Regions from separate parts of the Zea mays genome. Here region 1 is linked to region 2. A link is a contact called in public Hi-C data. All regions are on one chromosome and are shown on one strand. Each heading gives the region's core, a stretch centred on a gene start, on an enhancer-like site or on the middle of the called end of the contact. The rest is flanking DNA. Distances are from core to core; before and after follow the strand shown.

Region 1 (6,658 bases), core at 2,754-5,253, 260 kb after region 2:
AATAATCAGAGTACTTATTACATAGCGGAAGTCTTACAAAATAAAAGATAAATATAAAAGGATCTAAAATCCATCCTTGGCGCCAGAAAGTCTACTGGGAGACGCCACCTAGATCGAATCGAACTCCTCGTGATGTGGCTCCTCTTGAACCACCTGTTCTTCTCCTGTGGGGGGTGTGAGACAGCAAGGGTGAGCTCACACATGTTCATCGCTCAACAAGTTGTGGGGAATAATGTGCATGAACTCACCAAAGGTGGGAGTTCATGTGAAGTGTAAGACTGATCAATAAAATAAAGGTTGAAGCTGAGCATTGCTTTTATAAGTTGGTCAAAATTTTATTAGCAATTACTAAGTATAAGTAAATACCAAACCTTAGTAAAAATAAGTAATAGTAATAATAAAATAATCCCAATGCGATGCAAATGACAAATTGAGTTTTAATTCCATAGATTAATCATGTGAGGGTCCAAGCTGCTCATGACCGTGAGCACGACTAGTATACCAGTTTTACACTCTGCAGAGGTTGCGCATCTTTACCCACAAGTCATGCTACCCATCTGCCAATGGGTCATGAATCCCATACACCTCTACCAAAGAGGCGAGGTAGGGTAACACTACGAGTCCTTTACAAAGTTTCACTAGCTTCAGAAAATCCGCTACAGTTTATAGGAAGCTCCAATGCAGGGATCTCTCGCCTGACCGCCATCGCAGCAAAATCAACCCAAGGACCTCCCTACACTGACCACTCCGCTACTGCCCTTGCCCCTTTTGGGTAAGGTAGTCATCCACTAGCTTTCCTAATTAGTCAGCTAAGGGCATCCCATACTACCCTTGTGGTAGCACTATTTTCTCGGGTGGTCGCTCCATGTTCCCATTAACATAATGATCTTATCATGAACATAAATAACATAACAGAATATTAGGAATATGGATATAATGAAATATTATCCCAAAACCATATAAAGCAATAGCATAACTACCTAATGATTCAGGGGTACACAAGGTAAAAAGAATAACCAATCTAGGGTGACCTATTGGGTCCCATCAAAATTAAACCTAGGGATGAAAACGGTTTCGGAATTTTTCGGTATTCCGGAAACCGATTTCGAAATTTTTCGGTTGGATTCATCGGTAACGGTATTTTTCGAAAACGGAATCGGTTTTCGGAATTTTCTATCGGAATCGGTATCGGAATCGGCGTGGTGTTTTACCGACCGTTTCCTTCGGTTACCGGTTTTTGTCGGAAATTACCGGATTTGTGTCTCGGAATTTTCCGGAATTGTATCTCGGAATTTTTCGGAATTGTGTCTCGGAATTTTTCAGAATTTTCCAGCATGTGATTTTTTCGCATCGCTTGTACGTCTCTAGATAAGGATTACTTATTTTTGTATTTTTTGGACACCTTTAGATTTTTTTGGATAGATGGTGTTGGAAGGCAGTTGAGATTAACGATTTGGTCTTTTCCACACACTAGGTTTTAGGGTTTTTCTGTGAGGTTGTGAAAAACTCTTTATGTGAGGAAAAAATATTTCATAAGTAAGCATGCCATGTCAGCTAGATCGAGTGGATATTGTGAATTGTGAACTTTGAGACTATGAACTTGTGATCTTTATGAACTTGTTATACTGTGAACTTGTTATATTGTGAACTTGTGATCTTTGTACACTTTTTATATTATAAATTTGTGATCATTGTGAACTTTTTATATTGTGAACTTGTTATATCATGAATTGTGAACTTTTAGTCTTTGTGATCTTTTGTCAACTTTGTTGTATTATGAAGTTTGATATATTTACCGATTGTATTTTAGATTTCGACCGTTACCGGTGTATTTTCCGTACCAAACTTTCGTTTCCGATGTTTCCGAAATACCGATATCGTTTCCGTTTCCGAAGTTACCGTTTTCGATTTTGTTTCCGATAAAAAAATATGAAAACGGTAATGGTTTTAGTGTTTACCGACCGTTTCCGACCGTTTTCATCCCTAATTAAACCTATGCATGAATAGTGATAATAAAGAATATTATTGGGTAACAAAAGTGGATCAAGGGCACAACTTGCCTGGCACTTGAGATTCCAGTTACCAGGGTGATTCTTGAGATCCTCGTGACCTCACTGCTAGTCGTAGCAATACAAACAAACATAGTATAGACAAAATTAACATTACACCAAACATAACGACAAATTGACTACTAATGATCTACGTGAAGCTACGAGATCGTGGGCTCAAGAATCACTAAGATCGGAGTTACGGTTAAGGAGTTGTGATCTATGAGAGATTTATGTGGTTGAACATTAAATTATATTATAAATTGATTATTATGAGAAAATATACTCTAAATAATCATTTCAACTTTAATCTAGATCATGTTTAGTCACCTTATAATCATAAACAGATTAATCTTTGATTAAAAGGGTAAATCTACTAACATAGATTAAATAAATATCTAACTATAAAATTATGCAATATGGTATAATTAATACTATCACTGTATACTAAATATTTATATGAAGCTAACGCAATTGGAACGAGTCAAATCGGATTTAAAACGAAGAAGTTACAAATTTCCTAAGGTTTTATGTACTTGATACGAGATTAATTAAGAAATAAATTTTAATACCATTTTCATGTTAAAACAGTGTCACTATGTGATAAACAACATTATTACAAAATTATAGGAACTAGAATGGACTAAAAAGGAGTAAAGATGCATTTTCTAGGAATTAATTAAGTTTCTGCAATTAATTTTATATTGAAAATCATTTCCTATATAATTTTCTCTAGTTTTATTAATTACCTGGACAGCGCGTCAAATACCAGAGAAGGTAGGGTTTCAGGCGCAAAATGAACCTAGACACAATCTACACCTCCCCTAGGAGACCGGGTTGATTACTGGATTCTACAGGGCTCTTTTACAAAATCAAACGGCGAAGGGGTATCGACATATCAGGGCCGTTGGATCAATTCTGGATGGCTCCGATTAGATCTAACCCTCGCCAGAACCGGTATGCACTAATAGTCGCTGGATTAAGATCAGACGACCCAGACATTTTGAACCCCGATCCACCACTCGCTACGAGATCAGTGGTTCACACCACCCGGATCCAATCCCCTGATCATCCCCATTGATTAACCGATCAACGGTTCACGGTGCATCCTCCCCAGAGCTAATCCTAGCCAACTGGCGAAAATCTAACGGTCAGTACGCCGCCTAACCAATACTCAACGGCAATGGCCGGAGCTGCACATGACTCCGGCACGGTGGCGCCATGTCCGAACACCCAGGCACACGCCCACGCTGCCGGCACTTCGATTCGACAGGAGCTACACCCAACGGGTTTGGGGCGAGTCCACGGGCGTGGTTCTACTAGAGATTAGGTTCCAAACCCGGCGGTCATACCTAATCTGCGGTAGCCCTATCACCAGTGTTCAGGCGATCCGAAGACCGAGCACTATACTCGCGATTTCTTCGTAAAATTGTGGAGAGGATGGCTAGGCGAACCGATTAGGTAACTACTTACCCGGGGTGGTGTCGAGACGAGCCACAGCCACGGGGCGGTGTGGCCCGCGGCGGATGTGATTCTCCGGTGAGCAATTGGTGAAGTTCCAGGGCTCCCCCAGGCTTGCCGATGCCTCGACTAGGTTGCCCACCATCAAGAGCAACCCCTCGATCTACCGCGGCCACCAGAATATTAGCGCAGACGCGGAACAACAGCGGTGTCGTCGAGTTTCCCTACCTACGCACCTCACGCCAATGGCGTTTCGACCCTGGCAGCTTTATCGGAGGGCTCGGAACAAGAGCACGGCGAGGCTTGGTCTTTATACCCCCAAGACCGATTCCTAACAGCCACGACTAGATTCGCGTGGCTATTCCACGGCGCGCGCGCACGATGGGGAGGAAATCCCGCGCGGGGTTGTTGCGATGGAGGGGGGAAGCTCTGACAAAATGGCCCCACGCGGCAGAGCAACCAGGACGCGGGAGCAGCAGGCTGCGGCTGACATGTGGAGGCCCATTCATCAGTGAGGCTGACCCAAGGGTCTGCCCGCCAGCGACACGGGGTGGAGCGGTTGAGAGCGGAAATGGGCCGGCCGCGAGGGGAGAAACGACCCAGGCGCAGCTTTTTTTTTCTCCTTTTTCTTTTGTTTTTATTCTTTTCTGTTTTCTTTTATTCCTGATTCATTTGAATTTAAATTTTGAATTCAACTTAAGTGTAAATTCAAGTTTATGTTAACTATGCAATTTGATCACACCAACATGTGGTGAAGTTATTTAATTATAACATTATTTTATTTTGCATAATATTTCTCTCCTTCCTTCTCTATTTTCAATTCCTTTCATATTTTGTATTTCTATTTTGAATTATATGTAAACAGGGTTCAAACTTAGATCAAATGTACAATCTCAAATATTGGTATAAACAATTTTATATTTACTTATACATCCATATCCTTTATTTTTGTGTGGTTTTTCCTTCTCTTTTTTTTTCAAATTCTAGGATATCTTTTAGACCTTAAAATTATCTTTGGACTTTAATAAATTTTCTTTTTTACATTACAAAATTCCAATTCCAATCTAGGATATAGTTTAAGAATTCAAACTTAACACACACTCACAATCAATTATGGAGTAATAGATATATATTTATTTTAATTGATTTATTTGTTTGATAAATGTTTGAAATATGAGACACACTCATGGTTCCTTTCTTTTTAGGAAAATGGTATTTTGAGTACGGAACTTGAGTTTAAAGTTACTTCGAAATTAAATATTCATGTAACTAAATACTTATGGTGCATCATTTAGTGAAATGCATAATCATTTAGTTGAATAGAAAGCTTTTCTATTACTCTTCTAAAATAATTCTTGGTTTCCAAAATTTAGTTCTCAATTTTCAACATTCAAGTATAATTTGAGATATCTGAATTTACTATTTTATCTCTTCATATATTTATTTTATTAATAATAATATTTTTATACAGATTTTGGGACTTACACAAAGTAACCAGGTGCGGGCTGCCAGTGATGTCCTTGCTACTGAGGAGGTGGAGGAGGTGGCATTTGCTGAGCTGGATGTGTCTCAGGCTGAGTGGCGAAGTCATTTGTAGAAACTCCCTCATCATCAGGTCAGGGGGTGAGAGACCTAGTGAGAAAACCAATCTCATTATTGATAGGTCTAAATGGAGTGTGAGCAGTCTCACACCGCCCCTCAAATATGGTTTTGGCCCTGATTAGAGCCATAATATATGGAGCGCAGGCCAGGTTTTGATTTTTATCCATCTTTAGATCATTGAACTGCCTCATCATAAATAGAACCACATTCATCACTTTCCCCTTCATTACATGATCAATAATATTCTAGAATTTATCTTTGATCTAGCTTTTGTCCCCACACTTGTGATGAATAGTGACCCTGACAATCTTGTTGATAACAGTAGGATGATGCCTCAGTCCTGGAGTCTCTCCAAATCGCCGAGGGATACCCAGCCTGACAGGTTCATAATACTAAGCATAGTCTTCAAACTGATCCTCAGTATAAAGGTCTACCCCATGTGAGATCATACCATAGTCCAGAATGTTTGCAGTGGCAAACTCAGCAAAAGTAACCACATATCTCTTGATCATACCACTGTCCGGTGAGTCGTCCGCGGCGAACTCGTCGCTCTCGGGAAAAGCTTCAGGGCGACGTGGCTATAATTCACCGTACTGTCCGGTGAGCCAACGGTCGCCTGAGCAACGATCAGCCGCGCAATCTTCGCGCGACACGTGGACTGCTCCAACGGTAAGTTGGTGCACCGGACTGTCCGGTGTGCACCAGACAGTGTCCGATGCGCCAATCAGCCCAGAGGAGCAACGATCTGATATACCAAATTTGGAAGGAGATCGCGCAGTGGCGCACCGGACTGTCCGGTGCGCCACTCGATAGAAGGCAAGGATAGCCTTCCATGTTGATCTTCAACGACTCCTAGCTGCCTTGGGGCTATAAAAGGGACTCCTAAGCGCATGGAGGAGGACACCAAGCGTGTGTTTGGTTCCTTGGCTAGGCAGAGCCTGGTTCATAAGCTCATGCAGGCCAAGCCAAGCCTGTATTAGTGGATGCAAGTAATAATTTGTGTGGTTGTTTGGTTGACTGAATGTAACCAACCAGGATTTGGTGAGCACGTGTTTGGTGTGCACATGTATAACTGGATGCAAGTAATATAGGACCGTGTAAAAAGCTACTAATAACACAAATTAATATCAGTATGACACTTGTATGTCTAATATCATTAGCTGATAATTTTGTACAGAATTTTATATTAACACAAGTTGGCTACTATATAGAGTTTTGTACAGCATATCAGTCTGATAATCTGTTGATCAGAAATAAAGAATTCTTTGTACAAAATTTTAAATACATGACACTTGTAAATATATGACACTTGTACATACATGACACTTGTAAATACATACACTTGTAAATAAATACACTTGTAAAACACTTGTAAATAGAAACCATCTAACTTCTAAAACCAGCAAATAGAGATAATTGGATTAACAAGATAGGATATATAATAGAATGACAGACAGACAAAAAAGAGGATGGATGGAGGTATGGGGCGCTAAGAAAAGGTGCGCCGGATGAAGAAGTATGGAGGCCATTAAAAACAAACAGCTGAA
Region 2 (6,633 bases), core at 4,076-6,575:
AAAATGCAAGCCCACCCCCCTTCATCCTCCATGTGCGATCTATACAACTCGTAAACGAAAGCACACAATTCCCTTCTTCCTCATCAATTTCTTTCACTCAAACAAGTCTGTTTCCTTTCTGTGCATAAAGTTTCCCTCCATCCATCAATTGCCTGTCATTTCCCTTCCCATCAATTGCCAGTGCAGAAAGTGAGCCTACGCAAAAAGTGAGTTTCTTCGGACTATAAAATCAATTTCGTTTCAACTGAAATAATAACAAAACAACTACAATTCTTTAGAGTTGTTAGAAAGTTTGTCCAAATTTTCTGTAGTCACTTTCACTAAAATAAGAAGCTAGTATACCACCGCATGCACACAAATATATTGATCTAACGTCTCGTTTGGATCATTGGAAATGAATTCCATTCTATTTCGATTTTATGTAAAATATATTTGTATACTATTATTAGCAAGATGTGAGAGATAATTATGTGCTATAATTTTATTATAGAAGAGCGAGACAAATAGTGTCATCTAAGTTACAGGTTAGAAACAAATTTTAATAATGCATAAAATCATTTCCCATCCTCCACCATATAAATTTAAGATCGGCTTATTTGTGAACTTTGGAAAGTGGTAGAATATCAAATTTTAAATTAAATAAGTTACTTTATTGAGTGAATTACAATTCATCTAAAATGAAGGGATCCAAACACCCCGTAAACGGAAAAGTTAATTCCACATTAAAAGTTGAAAAAAATGAAACAATCATCTGATGCATAAGTCAATGAAACTTCTCAGCTCTCATCATCTAATCAAAGAACTCGTCAAGCTATAAACCACCTCATCGGATCCATTGTTTATCTCATCAACATCACTAAGATTAAGTTGGCTTACATACCAGCATCACTAAGGTTCTCTAAACAAAAGGGCCACAACCATGCCTTGGTATTACAAGGCAGGATAAAAACCGAAAGGGTTGCCTAGTCAAGCTAGAAACCACCTCAGCAGATCCATAAGTTCCTTACATCTCATCAACATCACTAAGCTTCAGTTAGCTTATATTTTAGCATCACTAAGGTTCTCTAACCAAAAAGTACATAGCCACGCCTTGGCATTCACCTGCAGCAAAAGAATGAAGGTGTTCCACTGCAGCAAAAGAACCAAGGCGTTCCACTGTAAGAAAAGAACAAGAAGGCTTTCCAAAAGGGACCGTAGCAACGCTTCGGTGTTCCACCACTGTAGTAAAAGAATGAAACAGCTTGCGACTTTTTTGCAATTTTACTATCCCTGTTAGCCTCTCAGCCTGGATGAAAACATTTAAGAACAAACCAATCAACGTTGTGATTACATGCTTCGTGGGGATGATGGCAATGCTCCAGCATGCATGGAATGAAGTATGCCATATTGCCATGCCATGTCTACAAAATTTCCTCGTCAAAATGCCATGACATGATGGAATGAATCATCCAAGATTTCAGAATTGTTAGTAAACCAGCGAAACCACATCAACTATTATAATGAAAACACAACGTTGCAACTGCACAAAGGGAAATACATAATACGAATACTACAAAGTGTAATGTTCATGACAAACGCCAAATGCACATCTAGAAGACTAGGATGGCCTTCACAAGCTACAAAGATAATGTAAAAAAAAGTAACACCAGCATGTTTTGGTGACAATGCAATGTCAGCCAGATGATGATCATGCCCCTGAAACTCCACCTAATAAAGATGATAGATGATGATCATGTCCCAGATACTCCACCAAATGAAGATGATGATGCCACGTGAGAGAGCGTGCATTCAGCAGAAGTATGCAGATCATAAATAAGATGTGGTAGTATGAAATCCATGATGGCATGCTAAAGTTCAAGATACATCCCCTCAGGCTGCAATCAATTTGCAGGAGCCCCATTTAGAACGCTCGCAAGGCCAGCAGCTGAATCCTTCCTTCGCCCAAAGGGATTCTTTGAAAATGTGCAGGATGTTAAGGAGTGCCAAAATTTGATACAAACCAAATTAGAATCAAGATGGAAGTGTGTATCTAAGATATAAAAACATGTAGGCATGTAATAGGTATATGGGTGTGTTGTTATTATGAAGAGAGTATTAAATTGAAAATTGAGATATAGGTCTGATGCAATGTAAGAATCCATTTTTTTCGAATAAATAAAGGATATTGAATTCGCATTCCACCACGACCAGAACTAGGAATAACAGCACCCTGCAGAGTTTGGTGCACAGATGTAGCAGCATTCACATCCTGAGAAAAAGAAAAGCTTTAAAACATGTGATTGGGAAACGAAGGTAGTGTCTCACTATATTAACTGAAAACCCATAACTACTTACCTCAAATTCAATAAAGCAAACAGTGTTCCTATCTTGACGTAACACTTTCATTTGCTTGAATCCAGGTTGCCTGCAAGAAATTGAGAAAAAGTTGCACCAACCAGAACCAAAACATTCAGCAGCCATAAACCCAGTAGGCAAAATGGAATCCAGAGGTAGAATGTTGCTGTTAGAAGTGCAAGGACTTACACACTGAAGAGACTTCGCAATTCCTCTTCGACTACAGTATCACCGAGATTACCAATGAAAAGGGTATTGCAGGGAGGATTATCCTTTGTGTTCTGCGATAGTAAATTTTAATTTTTCATAATAAATTATAACCTTTAGAATCTTCAATATGAACAACTTAGAATGAGTTGTCAGTTGTCACCATAGACCCAAGACAAACTTCAACTACATTACAAAATAATGCTGCAAACATTTGCTGATTTGCCTTCTATATAGTATTTCATGTACTGAAATTATTCAAAGGGTAATAAAATATTCTAGCAATTAACTGATCATCTAATTTCATCCAAATGTAAAGATTTTGTGACAATCAAGCTTTATGCTTCCATATACACATAAAGGAAACTTGACCATGAGAGATACACCAATGAGTCAGTTCAATAAAGGTATAAAACAATGTTGACAGCAAATTGAATAAGTTGGAAAGGAATTTCGTAGAATGACTAAACAATAAATATTCTTGATTGACATATCTGAAAGAACAATTTCTTAAGGCAATTTATACCAAGAGTCCAACAGTAATTGTCAATCCAATTCTTCGTTCTCAAGTTTTCTCGAGTCCCAACCAATGATACAGATACATATCATGAAACTAGTCAGTTGCACGTGCATTGCCACGGTTTCTATATATCATATGAGTAGAGTTTGTTTTAATAAGACACAAAAATATGTGTGTTCTATTGGTTATGTGGGTGTGAATGTGGAGCCAACAACCAAGGTTCAAACCTCCATTTGTGCACAATTTTACTTTATTTTTGCATTAAGCAGGAAGGGTGACGTGGGATGACCATTGAAACTGGTGCTTTATATAGTAGATAGAGAATTGCAGTGACATAGGCTTCAGCAAACTATCAGTATTTATCAGAAGTTCACATAACTAATGATATCCAAGCAGACATAGCAAGAGAAACAGGGTGAAGGAGTCACAGTTTGATATTGTTATAACACAAGCCCTGGCCTCAAATATTTGTAGATGAAACATGAATCATGCAAGTTATTGTCATGCAGCAGAGAAAAAACTTAATACAGAAAAAATGGTTGTCTCACACTTTACACTGCTAGACCTGTCAAGACTGGTTCAATACAAAATCATGACCATCAAAAAATAAATAACGCAATCTTTTATTAATGAATCAGGCAATATTTACTCTAAAATTACCTGCACAGGAGCATAGGCAGTTGGTCCTGTAACAGGAGCAGGTGAAGTCATCGCTACAGGGGGGACTGGATACGCAGCATATGGATTGTAAGGAGGTGGCGCTGTGATATAACTGAATCATATCCAAGAAAGAGAAATGATAAGCCCTTGATGAATGATTAATTACTGCATGGGAAAAAAGAATAAACACTTACCCTGGGGTTCCCCACATGGAAACAGCTGGTGGAGGTGGATGAAATGGAGGAGCATAAGGAGAATGAGTATAATCTCCACCTGTTCGCAACCGTTTACTTTGATCCACAGCATTTGCATCAATTCCCACACCTAAAATGGTTTTAATCATTCAAGACATAATAGATATGCAAAACATCATAGTAACCAAACCATTCATTATACTGGAAGCAAACAGCTATTGAAGGGGCAATCTAAGATCAAGCTGGACCGTTTTGTGCGAAGCAGTAAAACTGGCAAAACACTAGTATTGCATGATCAAAACAACCTGATCAAAACAGTTTTGTACTTCAAGATCATATATTTGACATTGATCAAAACAACCTCCAGGTTACAAACGATGACAATACCTTCTTCCAATAAAGAAGCCAGTGCATGGGCCTGCCTTCCGGTTACTGATTTTTATAAGGTTTATTGCTTTAAATTTGTTGTGTAATTAAGGGAATTCTATTAAATTTCAAAGAAAAGGCTAGGGACTAGATATCATAGGCCTTGTCTCAAAAACCACAAACTATGTTCAGTAGATGTTGTGAACTCAATGTATCCAGCATCACAGGTTGCTCCTTTTGAATTTGAACCAAACAGAAGAGCCATGACAGCACATGGAATGAAGATTATCCCAACAACATTGTATTAATGCATCAATAAACTCTATCTATGCGGTTGGAGATTCCATTAATTAATATTGTATGCTACTAGAGCGACAGCAGAGAGAACATGTGAATGTTAAGTGGACAAAATCTCACATCTCTTAACGAAGAGGTTCTTCTTGGCCATCTCGGTGTGCAGCGCCACCTTGGTCTCAGCATCGAACACCATATCCTGCAGATGACGGGTGCCCGGGGTCACATCTCATCCCTGCGAAGTCCAAACCCTCGCCCACCATCAAGAACCGAAACAAACCTGGAGCGCAGTCTTTGCGGCGATGGCCTGGTGCGCGGTGGAGAAGAGCGCGAAGCCCATGGGCTGGTCGCCCTTGAAGTTGATCTGGGACGCCTCGAATCCCGGGAGCCAGCGCAGCAGGTTGTGCAGCTCCCTTTCCTTGACGTCTGCAGGGAGCCCCGTGATGAAGATAGTGCGGACCTCGTCCGGGCCAACGGTGCCAGGCGCGCCGGGGACGGGGGGTGGAGGAGGGACGGCGACCGAGGCCGCGGCCCCCGGCGGGGGCGGCGCGGCCGCCGTGGGTGGCCACTGCTGGAACGGGTGGATACCGGCGCCGGCCATGGAATTACGCTAAACCTAGCGGAAGAGACAGATTGGGGTTTGGGGGCTGGGAGGGCGAGGGTTCGGAAGGAGGAGATAGAGAGAACGACGAATTGCGGATTTGGGGATGGAGATGATGAGACGATGGATCTCGGGATCTGGATTGTGAGTGAGACGGGGGGGCACGGTACGGTGGTAGGCCAGCCAAGCTGGCGCCGCACCTGGCCACCTGCTGCATGTTCTCCCGTTAAATTTTTTTAGGCTATTTTTTTAACTCCGTTTTTTCCGAGAGATTTATATTTTTAAGAAAAATTAAACTAATTTCTCGAAAAAATAAAAAAATTGAAAACATGTAGTTTCCAAATTAGCCCTTAATTTTATTTTCCGAGTAATATCTCTTTTATAGAAGTGACTGTGCATTATACTACTCATTTTCATGCACTTTCTACACATATTATAAAGTTATCTCCGGTGGATCCTGGAAAATATGAATTTGCACTATACATATTATTTGTAAAGTGAAATTTAAAATAGGGGATAGAATAAAGGAGTTGTTAGGGATAGTCTAATGCTCCGTTCGAATGTCGATATTGAAGGACATTATCGGATACCTAGGAACGGGTACCCGAAGTAAGGTCTATAAATAGGGGATAGAATAAGAGAGATCTTAGGGCGCTCCAGGTCGATAGATCACCCAGGGCGTCCCCAGATAATGTGGAGTCGCCTAGAAATTAATAGGCAGCCGAGACATAGTATTTTTAATGGACAACTAGATCTTGCCCCCGGGGAGGGTAAGATCCTAGGTTCGTCTTGGGGTTGGCATGCCACACAAGACGGATCTAGACGACGTAGAGTCAAATAGAGGTGTAGGTGGATATGCGGAAAGCTACAACTAAGGCTAGGCTACATCTACTCCTAGGGCAGAAATGATAAAGGAATGATAAATAAAGTAATTGGTTCGATTGGAATGTGATCGGGGGTTCTCAATCGGTTGTACCCCTTCATATATATATAGGGGAGGTCTGGACCCATTCCTAGGCGATAGCTAACAAACCCCACATGATTAGATGGACAAACACGCATGAGATAAGGATAATCGTCCGAGTTAATCTGATCACGGGGCCACGAATCGTCCGGACCCTAGGGCTGGACCATTCGTCACTTTTGGTGGTCTACACATGCCCCCTACCTTTTGGTGGAGCTTGGCGAACCAAAAGCACCAGCGAAAACTTCAGAAACAATTGACTTCATGATTTATTTTGTTCCCGAAGTAAGGACTCAACTCGATGCAAGCCATCAGCTCTTGTGATCAGATAATATAAATATTTGATTGAACTTTGATGTACAAAGGTCGTTTCATATTGCATTGTCTTCGGCCATGTCTGCTTGATCAACATGTCAATAGGCAAAAACTTGTGGTGCCCCTAGCCTGAATAAGCAAACGGATTGAGCCAGCAATACGGATTCGTCGTCATACC

Evidence for each region. A called contact is a pair of places that touch in the nucleus more often than the background predicts.
Region 1: a Hi-C map of leaf shows a contact between it and region 2, with 4 times the contacts expected there. The contact joins the enhancer-like site here to the promoter of LOC100283020 in region 2. A contact is called at or near these places in 2 of 25 Hi-C or Micro-C datasets (endosperm and leaf).

Annotation. Positions count from the first base shown.
Region 1 is chr4:27,927,793-27,934,450 of Zm-B73-REFERENCE-NAM-5.0, forward strand. No RefSeq gene overlaps it. Among protein-coding and RNA genes, the nearest start is that of LOC103652983, 53 kb to the right of the region's middle. Within about 2 kb of position 4,004, at least 18 of the 20 cell types and tissues checked have an H3K27ac peak or open chromatin away from gene starts, as enhancers often do. A contact at or near this core is called in leaf, where this site is marked.
Region 2 is chr4:27,663,530-27,670,162 of Zm-B73-REFERENCE-NAM-5.0, forward strand. It overlaps LOC100283020, which reads right to left and starts at 5,326. Exons shown (of 8, transcript NM_001155922.2): 1 at 4,856-5,326; 2 at 4,699-4,774; 3 at 3,916-4,045; 4 at 3,722-3,833; 5 at 2,524-2,615; 6 at 2,335-2,404; 7 at 2,166-2,248; 8 at 753-1,962. The coding sequence starts at 5,176. The coding sequence ends at 1,881.